Linked DNA regions of Mus musculus: region 1 is linked to region 2. A link is a contact called in public promoter capture Hi-C data. All regions are on one chromosome and are shown on one strand. The core of a region is the stretch at or near the end of the contact, and the rest is flanking DNA. Distances in the headings are between cores, read along the strand shown.

Region 1 (5,117 bases), core at 92-2,591, 1.0 Mb after region 2:
AAATGGAAATGGAGCAGTTTTATCCCAACTGGGCACAGTGGTGTTCCTCCCAGTGTTTTCCAGAATGATTAAGGGACCTGAGTTCAGGGACAGCTAAGTTCCACAAAAAGCCAAAAGAAACACCAGCAGCCAACAATAGTACTGATTTTAAAAAATCAACAGAGCTTTTAAAATAGAATACCAAATAAGTCCATTTTCCCAGTTCCTCTAGATACATTTTTTTTTTTTGCTATTGAAAATAAAAATATCAACATTTCCTTTTCTAAATAGGTGCTATCAAAATTTTGGAGTGGGGTGGGTAAATGTTTTATTGTTTGAGAATTTTATATACAAAAAAAGGTGGTTTGATCAAGCCCACCCACTACTGTTCACGCCCTAATCTCATGTTCACTTTTAAAAACCATGGGTCAGTATTGTATGAATATAGGGTCATTCACTGGCCTATCAGAGGCAAGAACAACAGAAGGAGGAGGAGAGGGAGGAGGAGGACGAAGAGGGGGAGGAGGGGGAGGAGGGAGAAGAACAGTGTCCCTTCTGTCAGCCATCAACAACCTCCTACAGTAGCATCTGAGCTAGGGTTGTGACGCTGTGTTCCCGCCACATCCCTGCTGGAATTTCACCTGACTGGATGGTGTGCATGCAGCCACAACCACTGTGAGTTTATGTGTGCACTAGCCCAGTCATGTCCAGAAAATGCTACTATGAAGCAGTCCTCTGTGATTTTTACCTCTTATAATCTTTCTTCCGCCTCTGCTGTGATGTGATGTTCCTGAGCTGGGGGCGGGGGGCAGTAGGTGTGATACAGGTGTCCCATTTGTGGTTGAACAGTCCACACTGTCTTGTTCACTTCACCTTGACCGGTTGTGGGTCTCTGAATTGACTGACATCTACTGCAAGCGGAACCTTCTCTGACGAGGGTTGAGGGATGCGCTTACAGATGGGTATGAAGAAGAGTATCTAGAAGGCAGTTTAACCGTGTGCAGATTCAGCGATCAGAAAGTGGTTAGCTGCTCTATCAGCCATTTTGGTTTTGGCAAGTGTCAGCTATGGGGTTGGTAGAGCCATGTGCCAGCAGATGCAGCAAAACAACTCACTTAACACAACTTTCACAGGGCATCTGTTGCTTAGGAGATATTCAATCTTGTCGGCTTTTCTCTTCCTGCCAATAACAACATCTGGGTCCCTCTCTGCAGGGAAAGCCACCTCTAGACTCTTCCATTCTGGGCCTGGGGTAGGTCTTTTGTTAGAGGGAAAGAGAGGGCAGCACTTAGCTTGAGTCCAGTCGTGAAGGTTCTTTGTTAACTTCCTGTGTGGGAACCCACTGAAAGAGACGATGGAGATCCACCACTGGGTGGCGCACTGCCTTCAAGTCATTACCTCACACCCAAACTAGGTCTGTGCATGTGTACAGTGAACCTGCATTAAACAGGACCTCAAATAAGACAAGAGTTTATCTTTCACATCAGTTTAATCCAAAAAGAAAAGTCTTCCCACCCCTCCATAGCAATGCTATCTATGTCAATGCTTGTTAGTGATTAAAAAAATTATCATGAAAAAGAGTCTAAATAGCATTGAGATTAGGGTAGAACCAAGGTTATTGGATCTAAGGTAATTAGAGGTTTTGTTTTGCATTTTATATCATATTTCCTATTACAGAAGACAGGATAAAATTTAAACATCAGATCAGAAGTGTTTGAAATTGAATTGAGTATTTTAGGCTGTGAGAGGCCAGTCAGTGCTTGCAAGGGTGGGCCAGGGTGTATTTGCCCTCCTGACTGGAATAACTGGTGCCATCTCCTACAAGTGTGGCCCAGAACCCCCAAGCTACTTCTTAAAATACAAGTTAGATCCCAACTTCCAGGTTTCATGGTGTTTTTATAGTTTGCTTCCTCTGGCTTTAGAATGTCTGTGCAGCATGGTTCAATGTGTAAATTCTGCAGTCAGTGGTTCTTGATAACATTACTCCACACACATCTGAAAATATGTCCTGACACTTTTGTAGACAAGGCTGGGAGAGGGAAATTCTATTGAGAGGGTCAGGAGCTGTTCAGTGTAAGACTGTCACCCTGATAACAGTGTCCTTGGAGGAGTCAGCTTTGAGCCCAGGGAAGGGGTCCCCTGAATGAGCATGGAGGGCATCTACTTATGCTCCTCCTTTAGGTGGTACCAGACATGGATAAACATGTTGATATGATTTACAATAAAAATACAGATGTTCAGCATGTTAAAATTTAAGAGTCCACCTTCAGCTGGACAGTCCCAAGGGTACTTTCAAGCAGTGTCTCTGAACATCAAGTAATCAGACCAGCAGCAAAATCTCGAGATGATAATTTCTTTAACTACCTGCCCACATTTTGATTCATTTTACTGAAATTACTAGAAATGACAAAGAAAGTATTGTATGCAAGTACCAAATAAAGTCAAATGTATTTGTGTAAGAAAAAAAAATACAGATGTTCTAGTGAGTTCAAATTCTGCTACCTTGCACGATAATAACATCTACAGCATGATTAAATTAGTAACACTTTACCTCTCAAAGAATACAACTTTATAAAGATACAGTGAGTCTGTATTGCATATTATTTGCCATTAGTTGACCTGACTGAAAAAGCACCTAAGACAGAGAAAATTTTTAAATTACCCCAGAATGATTGCCTTCCTGCCGTCTTTCCCTGTTAATCATTCCACGGTCACTTTAGACAAGGGCAGACATCAAGGATATTAGCAACTGCACTGTTCCCAAGGCATTGACCAGATGTGAGTGGCACTGACCTTAAGCAACGATGCCTTAGAGAAGAGGATCTCCATGGAACTTCAGAGTCTCAGAACGAAGACAGCAGAAAGACGTGAGAAGGGGTTCATTTTAGTCCTTGTGTTTATATTGGATTCCCCAGGAATTCCCTAATACCTCTCATTACCCTCCATCTGGCATGACTAGTGTCCTTAGAATAGAAGAAGAGGGAAGGGAAGATGGCTCAGTGGGTAACCACTTGCTGTGCAAGTATAAGGCCTGTGTCAGAATCCTTGGGACCCACAGAAAGCGTTGTGCGATGGCTTGCTTCTGCACTGTCGTACTCCTACTGTGAGATAGGAGACGGAGAGAAATGTGTGCAGAAGCTGGAGGGCCAGCTAGACTGGTGTGTCTAGTGGCAACCCCTCAAAAAAAAAAGAAATACCTTATCTCAAAGAGAGAGAAAGGTGAGGGCCGATACCCAAAGTTATCTTCCGGCCTCCATCCATGTGTTAAGATGAGAGGCTTCATCCAGCAACTGATGAAAACAGAAGCCAAGTCCCACAGCCAGACATTAGGTGGAGTTGGAGGAATCCCAATGTAGAATCAAAGAAAGGATTGTAGGAAGCAGAGGGGTCAAGAACACCATAAGAAAACCCACGGAATCAACAAACGTGGGCTCCTCGGGGCTCACAGAGACTGAACTGACGATCGAAGAGCCTGTCTGGGTCTAACCTAGGCTCTCTGAATGTATGTCTGGGAACCCTTGTCCTCCTACTGGGTTGTCTTATCCAGCCTTAATATGAGGGAGGTGCCTAATCTTATTGCAGCCAGATATGCCATGTTTGGTTGATATCCCTGATCTTTTCTGAAGGGAAATTGAGGAAGAGTGGATGGGGAGGGAGGAGGTATGGGAGATGGAGAAGGGGCACTGAGGGAGTGAGGGGAAACTGTGGTGGGGATATAACATATGAGAAGATAAAGTAATAAAAAAAGCATTATTCTTATATGTTAAATTCTTATATGTATGCATACATGTATATACATCAATATATAATGTCGTTGAGTCTATATTTACACTATGTCTTAAGATCACAATCCTTTTCTCGCTCCTTGGCTATCTCATGCTCCTTGGCTATCTCATGCTCCTTGGCTATCTCATGCTCCTTGGCTATCTCATGCATATCTTAACCCCTGATAGTGTCTGTCTTCCTCACAATTTCTTCAGAAGCTCCGCACACTGACTCTTCCTTGCTAAGAATAACTTGTGGAAAATAAAATATGAGTAGCAATAATTTGGATATTGCCCTGTGTTCCATCAAATGCATATTTGTTTAAAAGAAACTGACCAAAAAGCCTATGCTCATATCAAAAACATCATTCTAAATTTTTTTTCAAATAACCTAGTCACCACATTTGCATGTCTCCACAATAAGGTATTTCTATTTCATAATGTTGGTAGACGACTCATACTTTCTACCAAGCGTCATGTCCTCTGGTGTCCAATCCCTCAGGAGAAGCACTGTGTCCAAATGGCATGTTCTCTCTTACTGCTTCGCTCTTCCTGGCCCATAATGGGTGGTCAACAGTGGTCCTGGCCCTCATGTCCTTCCTTCATCAGGATCAAGGCAGCTGGGCTGCATCCAAAGTCTTCGTTGTATTGAAAGGCACATTCCTGTATTTCTTTTCTTCCTGTTGCTGTTTTGTCTAATCTTTGTACTTCTTAGGTTAAACTAATGTTGTGTCTATGATATACACTTAGTGTTCTGACTCACATGTATATTAAGTAGTGAGCAACTCGAGGTAGCCAGCACGTTCACTGCCTTAAATTTTACCATTTCTGTTTGGTGAATTCACTCAAATTTACTTCTTCTGTTTCTGAAATACATACTTCATTAGAATTGAGTATATTCACTCATAGAGAAGCAAAATGTATTCTTCCCGGCAAATACTGACCTTTGACCCTCCCACTATTCAGTGACTCTCCTCTGCCCTTATTTCCCTAGTAAAAGCAATGGCCAGTGGAAATAGGCAGGCATTTGAGAGAAACAGAAAGGAGAATGTTCTGGAAACATCAGATCCTCACTTCTGGTGTTTTCCCTTTAGAAGCTCTTTTGTTCTGTGAGCTCTGCTAACTTTTGCATATCAAACCTACTTGAACTGAGTTTCCATCATAGACAAGAAGGAGCCTCACTGATGTACCCCACACTCTGCATTGTACTTAATGATTTGTATCTCAACATAAGCTTCAGGAAGCAGATTTACTTTTATTATTATTTGTTATGTCTTAGTTGCAATTTCTATTGCTGTGATGAAACCATGAAGCAACTTGTGCATGAAACGTTTATTTAACTTAGCCATCCCGGTCACAATCCATTGAGGCTCA
Region 2 (4,515 bases), core at 1,353-3,852:
ATTTCAACTGTAAAATTGTGTGCATGTAGTTTATAGTTATTGCTAGTGTTCTCTTTAGTTTACTAAAAATTGTATATACTTAAGATCTGAGTGTGATGGGACATACCTATAATCCCAGAGTCACTCAGGATCTAGGGACAGGCATATTATCAATTAAACCAGCTTGGGCTTTATCTCTGGCACAGAGAGACCCTGTGTCAAAAAAACAAAAACAAACAAACAAACAAACAAACAAAAAACAAAAACCCAAAAACACCCGCAAAAAAACAAAAAACAAAAAAACCAAAAAACTTCCAAAGCAAACAATCAAACCAGACTGAAACAGCAGTTCCCCAAACACTAACATAAACAGCTGACACAACTTCAATAATTACACAAGTAGACACTACATATAAACGTGTTATAAAGTACCAGCATCACATGATCAATTTTAACTCATGAGTGAAACAATTTTGAATTAACTTCAAACATATGTACTTACTTCTTCTATTTACTTGACAGAGAAGCAACCAGCATATCTCATACTGGCTTGCTTGCTATGCCTGCAAATGGTTGAGAAACTTCTACACCACAGTGTTTAACACACAAACCACCACCTTCCCACTGCCATCATGCTCCTCTCCATGAAACCCACAATAAGAGCTTGCTTGAATATGTTCTTCTCACCTAGGCAGACCTGTGCCAATCTGTCAGCAGCTATACCTGCCCCACCTCTAGCACCCTCTGTATCCTTTCCCAGCTCTCTCTAGAAACCTATCTTACCTGGAGCCTGGGACCACTATTTACTCAATAGCTTACCAAATAATGTAGTGATGATACAATCAAATATTTCTTAGATGACTTAGCAGTTTTTGTCTCTTCCACAATGATGTGCTTATGCATGACCGGCTCGTGTTATGTGCGTCACTGATTGCCAATTTCCCAAACCACAAGGCCACAACCCAGAGGGCCACATTGGGGATTTATCTTCTGGAGGAAAGCCTGCATTGTTAACTCTTCTGATGAATGTATTTGACTCCCTTTTGTTGTACATTATGAACCTTCACTATGTGTGGGTGCCTGGCTTTTTCCTCTTCCTGTTATTAGGTGTAATGGCTTACACATGTTGGCCTTTTCTGTTCTGAGTACAGAATGGACTCATCTGCCCACAATCGCTTGCCTTATAATTTCTTGTATCTGTTATTTAATTTTACAAAAACAAAACACTATATAGCTATACTGGAAATATGTATGTAGTCTTCATTTAAGAAAATAATACATATTTTAATGTGCATAATCATAATTATTTGATGAATGAGATCCATTGAAAACGGATGACATCTATAACATTTATTTATGTTTTATGACATATGAATTATTTATTCTCTGAATAATTGTGAATCCATAGTGAGCCTTATACATTCAAATAATAATCAAATATTTCATTGTCATAATGAAATAAATTATTTTTGTTAACTGAAGTTAAATTTGTTTTTGGAGACCTATCAAGATGTCCATTTTGCCTTTTACCATTTGTAAAGATTTCTTAGCTTAGAATCTGATTTTCAGTTTTGTTTCTGATTTTGTTGCTGCTTCCCCCTTGATAAACTTGCTGTCTGTTATCTAGGAAAATTATGGAATTTAGCCAACAGGCCCATCACTTTGCTAATTTTGACACAAGAATAATACACAATAAGAACTCAGATCTTACTTTCTCCAAGCCTCCTATGACGCTAAGGAAAAAAAAAATCAGGAAAGGTGTTATATGCTGTACAATAGACTTTAAGAAACATTTCTAAGCTGCTGGGTATTTATGATAATTGAGTTCAGACACAACAACAGTGCTATAGATGCATGGTATATATTTATTCTCATGAATATATGGGGGCTATATGTGCAAGGTCTCTTTGTGGTGGGATCCCTTCTCTAAGCTTGGAGAAGGCTGCTCTCTTGCTGTGTCCCAGTATTCTAGAAGGGGTTGGGGAAAGGAGAAGGAGTAAGGAGAGGGTAGAGGAGAGAAGGGACTAGGGAGAGGGGAGAGGAGAGAGGAGAGAAGAGAGAAGAAAGAGGAGAGAGATGAGACGAGGGTGAGAGGAGACAGAGTTCTAAGCATGGTAGTTTTATCATAAGGACTCCCCACTTACGAACTTAGCTAACTCTAGTGACCTCCCTGGGTTCCACCTTTAAACACCAACAGAAGTGTTTATGGCTTCAACGAATAAAGTTTGGAGGAACACAAATGTCCATTCTTTAATAATCCTGTAGGTGGAACCAGAGATCACAATAGTGTCTATCATACAACCTTTTCTTCCTTTGCCGTAACAAGCCTACTTTCACTTACCTGAGAAAATGTTGAAATCTAATCAGTGGCTTCACCAACTTCTTCCTCTGTTCTAAAGCAAAGGATTTCATGTCTTTACATGCACCATGTGCACAAAATCTATGTTAAAAGCTTTGTTCATTGTTATTTTGGACATATTTCATTGAGCTAGAGAACTTTCTAAGCCTCATTTTACCTCAAACTACCTTTGAAAACATGACATATGAGTAGCAAAAACACATTGAGAAATCTTACATGACACACTTCTGGAAGTTTTTACTGGCTTTGGGGTTGCTTTCTCAATTTCCTTTTCCTCTTTGCTCCCTGTGTTCTAGTACATTAGAGGAAACTCTGTTTTTAAGATTTATTCTTTTTCACTTGGCTCTCTTGTACTGAACACTTACTGATCTTACCAGAATAAGACAGATGTATTGATGTCCAATCTTAAATGTTTCTGAAGAGATACTTGTGATGGAAATATACACTCTGGGCAAGAAGTAAAAAGCAGACTGGAATCTCTTGACACACATAATGTGGCTGGAAGAATCCCAAATGAAATGTGAGTCTCTCTCTTTATCTGTCTATCTGTCTATCTGTCTGTCTGTCTGTCTATCTATCTATCTATCTATCTATCTATCTATCTATCTATCTATTTATCTACCTATCTATCAATCATTTATCCACCCATCCACTTCCCCCTCCTACTTTCTTTCTCTTCTCCCCTTCCTTTCTTCCCATGGTCCTCCTCTTCCTCCTTGTCTTTCGCCCCTCTTTCTCTTAACTCTTCCTTCTTCAAGATAAAGTTTTGTTACGTAGCACAGGCTGGTCTTGAATTTTCTGTGTAGCCTGGGATTGCCTCAGACTTGACCTCCTTTCTTCCAACTTTTGAGGGCTGAGTCTTTAGTTGATATGTGATCATGCTCAGCCCTTTTCACATTTAACTAGATTAAGTACTCATGACTATAATTTTAAAATGTGAATTGATGGCAGTGTAAAGATTTAAGAAGAGGGGTATTAGAACACAATGAGGATGGCCTTGATGGAGACAAAGGACATGGCTGATTCCTGGTAAGCTGTGTAACAGATGCTAAGACCAAGGAAAGGAGATCCTAAAATCAGATAGAAGCAAGAGGGGAGATAAAGTATATTTTAAAAAGAAATGAGATAAAATGAAAAGGAGAATTAAATACTTTGGAAGATTCCTTTGACAAGAAGAGAGAAAAATAGTACATAGAACATATAGATGTAGGCTCATAGTATGCCAGAGACTCTCCCTGGTTTCCCGATTGATTTAAAGGATGCTACTGGATCTGCACTGTGAGACTGTGAAATAATGCTTTATTATAGTAATTATATTATATTACTTATAAGCAAGCTATTGATACATCTTTTGGATAAGACATGGCCATTGCAGCCATGAACTCCTAGTAGCTATTGTCACCTGCACAAGACTTGGCATAAGATTAAACTAACAAGATCAGTCAACATTCCAGTAGACAGCACTTAGTGGACTGAGTGGATTACAGAGACAAGGCAGCAAAGGAGAGAACGTGAAAAGGGAAGTGGGAACATGTAGGGGATTCCTGGGGATGGGAGGGGGAGGGTGAGATGGGGGTGGAGCTTGAGGATGGTAATGATCAAGATACAGTGCCTAGATGTTTGAAATTACCAAGTAATAAATAAAAGATGTTATAGTAATAAATACATTGGAAAATGTTAAATTATGCTTACAATTTAAATCTTGCTTAATCTCACCAGTCTACTAGAGCTAACTTCACCAGGACCATGCTCTATCAAAAAACCTGGTTGTTTTGTTTTCTTGTTTGTTTGTGTGTGTGTTTGTGTGTGTGTTCTGCTTGCTTGTTTTTGGTTACTATTTTGTGTTGGAGACTGGAAGCAGTGTCTACCACATGCTAGAGAAGTAAGTGCTCCACCCTGAGCTATACACACCCAGCCCTTTCTTTATTTTTAATTTCTTCACAGACTATCACTGTGTATCCTAGGCTAGAATTGAACTCCTTTCATAACCCAGGTAGCTCTTGAATTTGTAATTCTCACCTCGCCTCCTGAGTAGTTGGCATTATATTCCTGTTGCACCAGACCTGGCAGAAAAAACAGTGCAAGAATTAATTTTTTTTATACAAATAAATTCAGTTATTTCTGGGTCATGGAGTTCTAGACTGAAGTTGTTACAGCAAATGTAGTGCATTTACAAA

The links. Promoter capture Hi-C pulls out the DNA fragments that hold promoters and counts their contacts.
Region 1: a promoter capture Hi-C map of the HPC-7 cell line shows a contact between it and region 2, with 85 times the contacts expected there. The contact joins the enhancer-like site here to the promoter of Clec4d in region 2. A contact is called at or near these places in 20 of 39 promoter capture datasets (the 3T3-L1 cell line, 3T3-L1-derived adipocytes, the C10 cell line and 13 more), 2 of 15 datasets of contacts at CTCF or cohesin (large pre-B cells and stem cell-derived epiblast-like cells), 15 of 484 Hi-C or Micro-C datasets (the Ba/F3 cell line, the G1E-ER4 cell line, the HPC-7 cell line and 10 more), 5 of 115 datasets of contacts at active chromatin or transcription factors (DN3 thymocytes, the HPC-7 cell line, acute myeloid leukemia and 2 more) and 3 of 9 other capture datasets (adipose tissue, liver and macrophages).

What each region holds. Positions count from the first base shown.
Region 1 is chr6:124,261,545-124,266,661 of GRCm38.p6, forward strand. No RefSeq gene overlaps it. Among named protein-coding and RNA genes, the nearest start is that of Vmn2r27, 32 kb to the left of the region's middle. Within about 2 kb of position 1,342, at least 6 of the 459 cell types and tissues checked have an H3K27ac peak or open chromatin away from gene starts, as enhancers often do. A contact at or near this core is called in the HPC-7 cell line and bone marrow-derived macrophages, where this site is marked.
Region 2 is chr6:123,259,505-123,264,019 of GRCm38.p6, forward strand. Clec4d (C-type lectin domain family 4, member d) reads left to right here and starts at 2,603. Exons shown (of 6, transcript NM_010819.4): 1 at 2,603-2,858. The coding sequence starts at 2,831.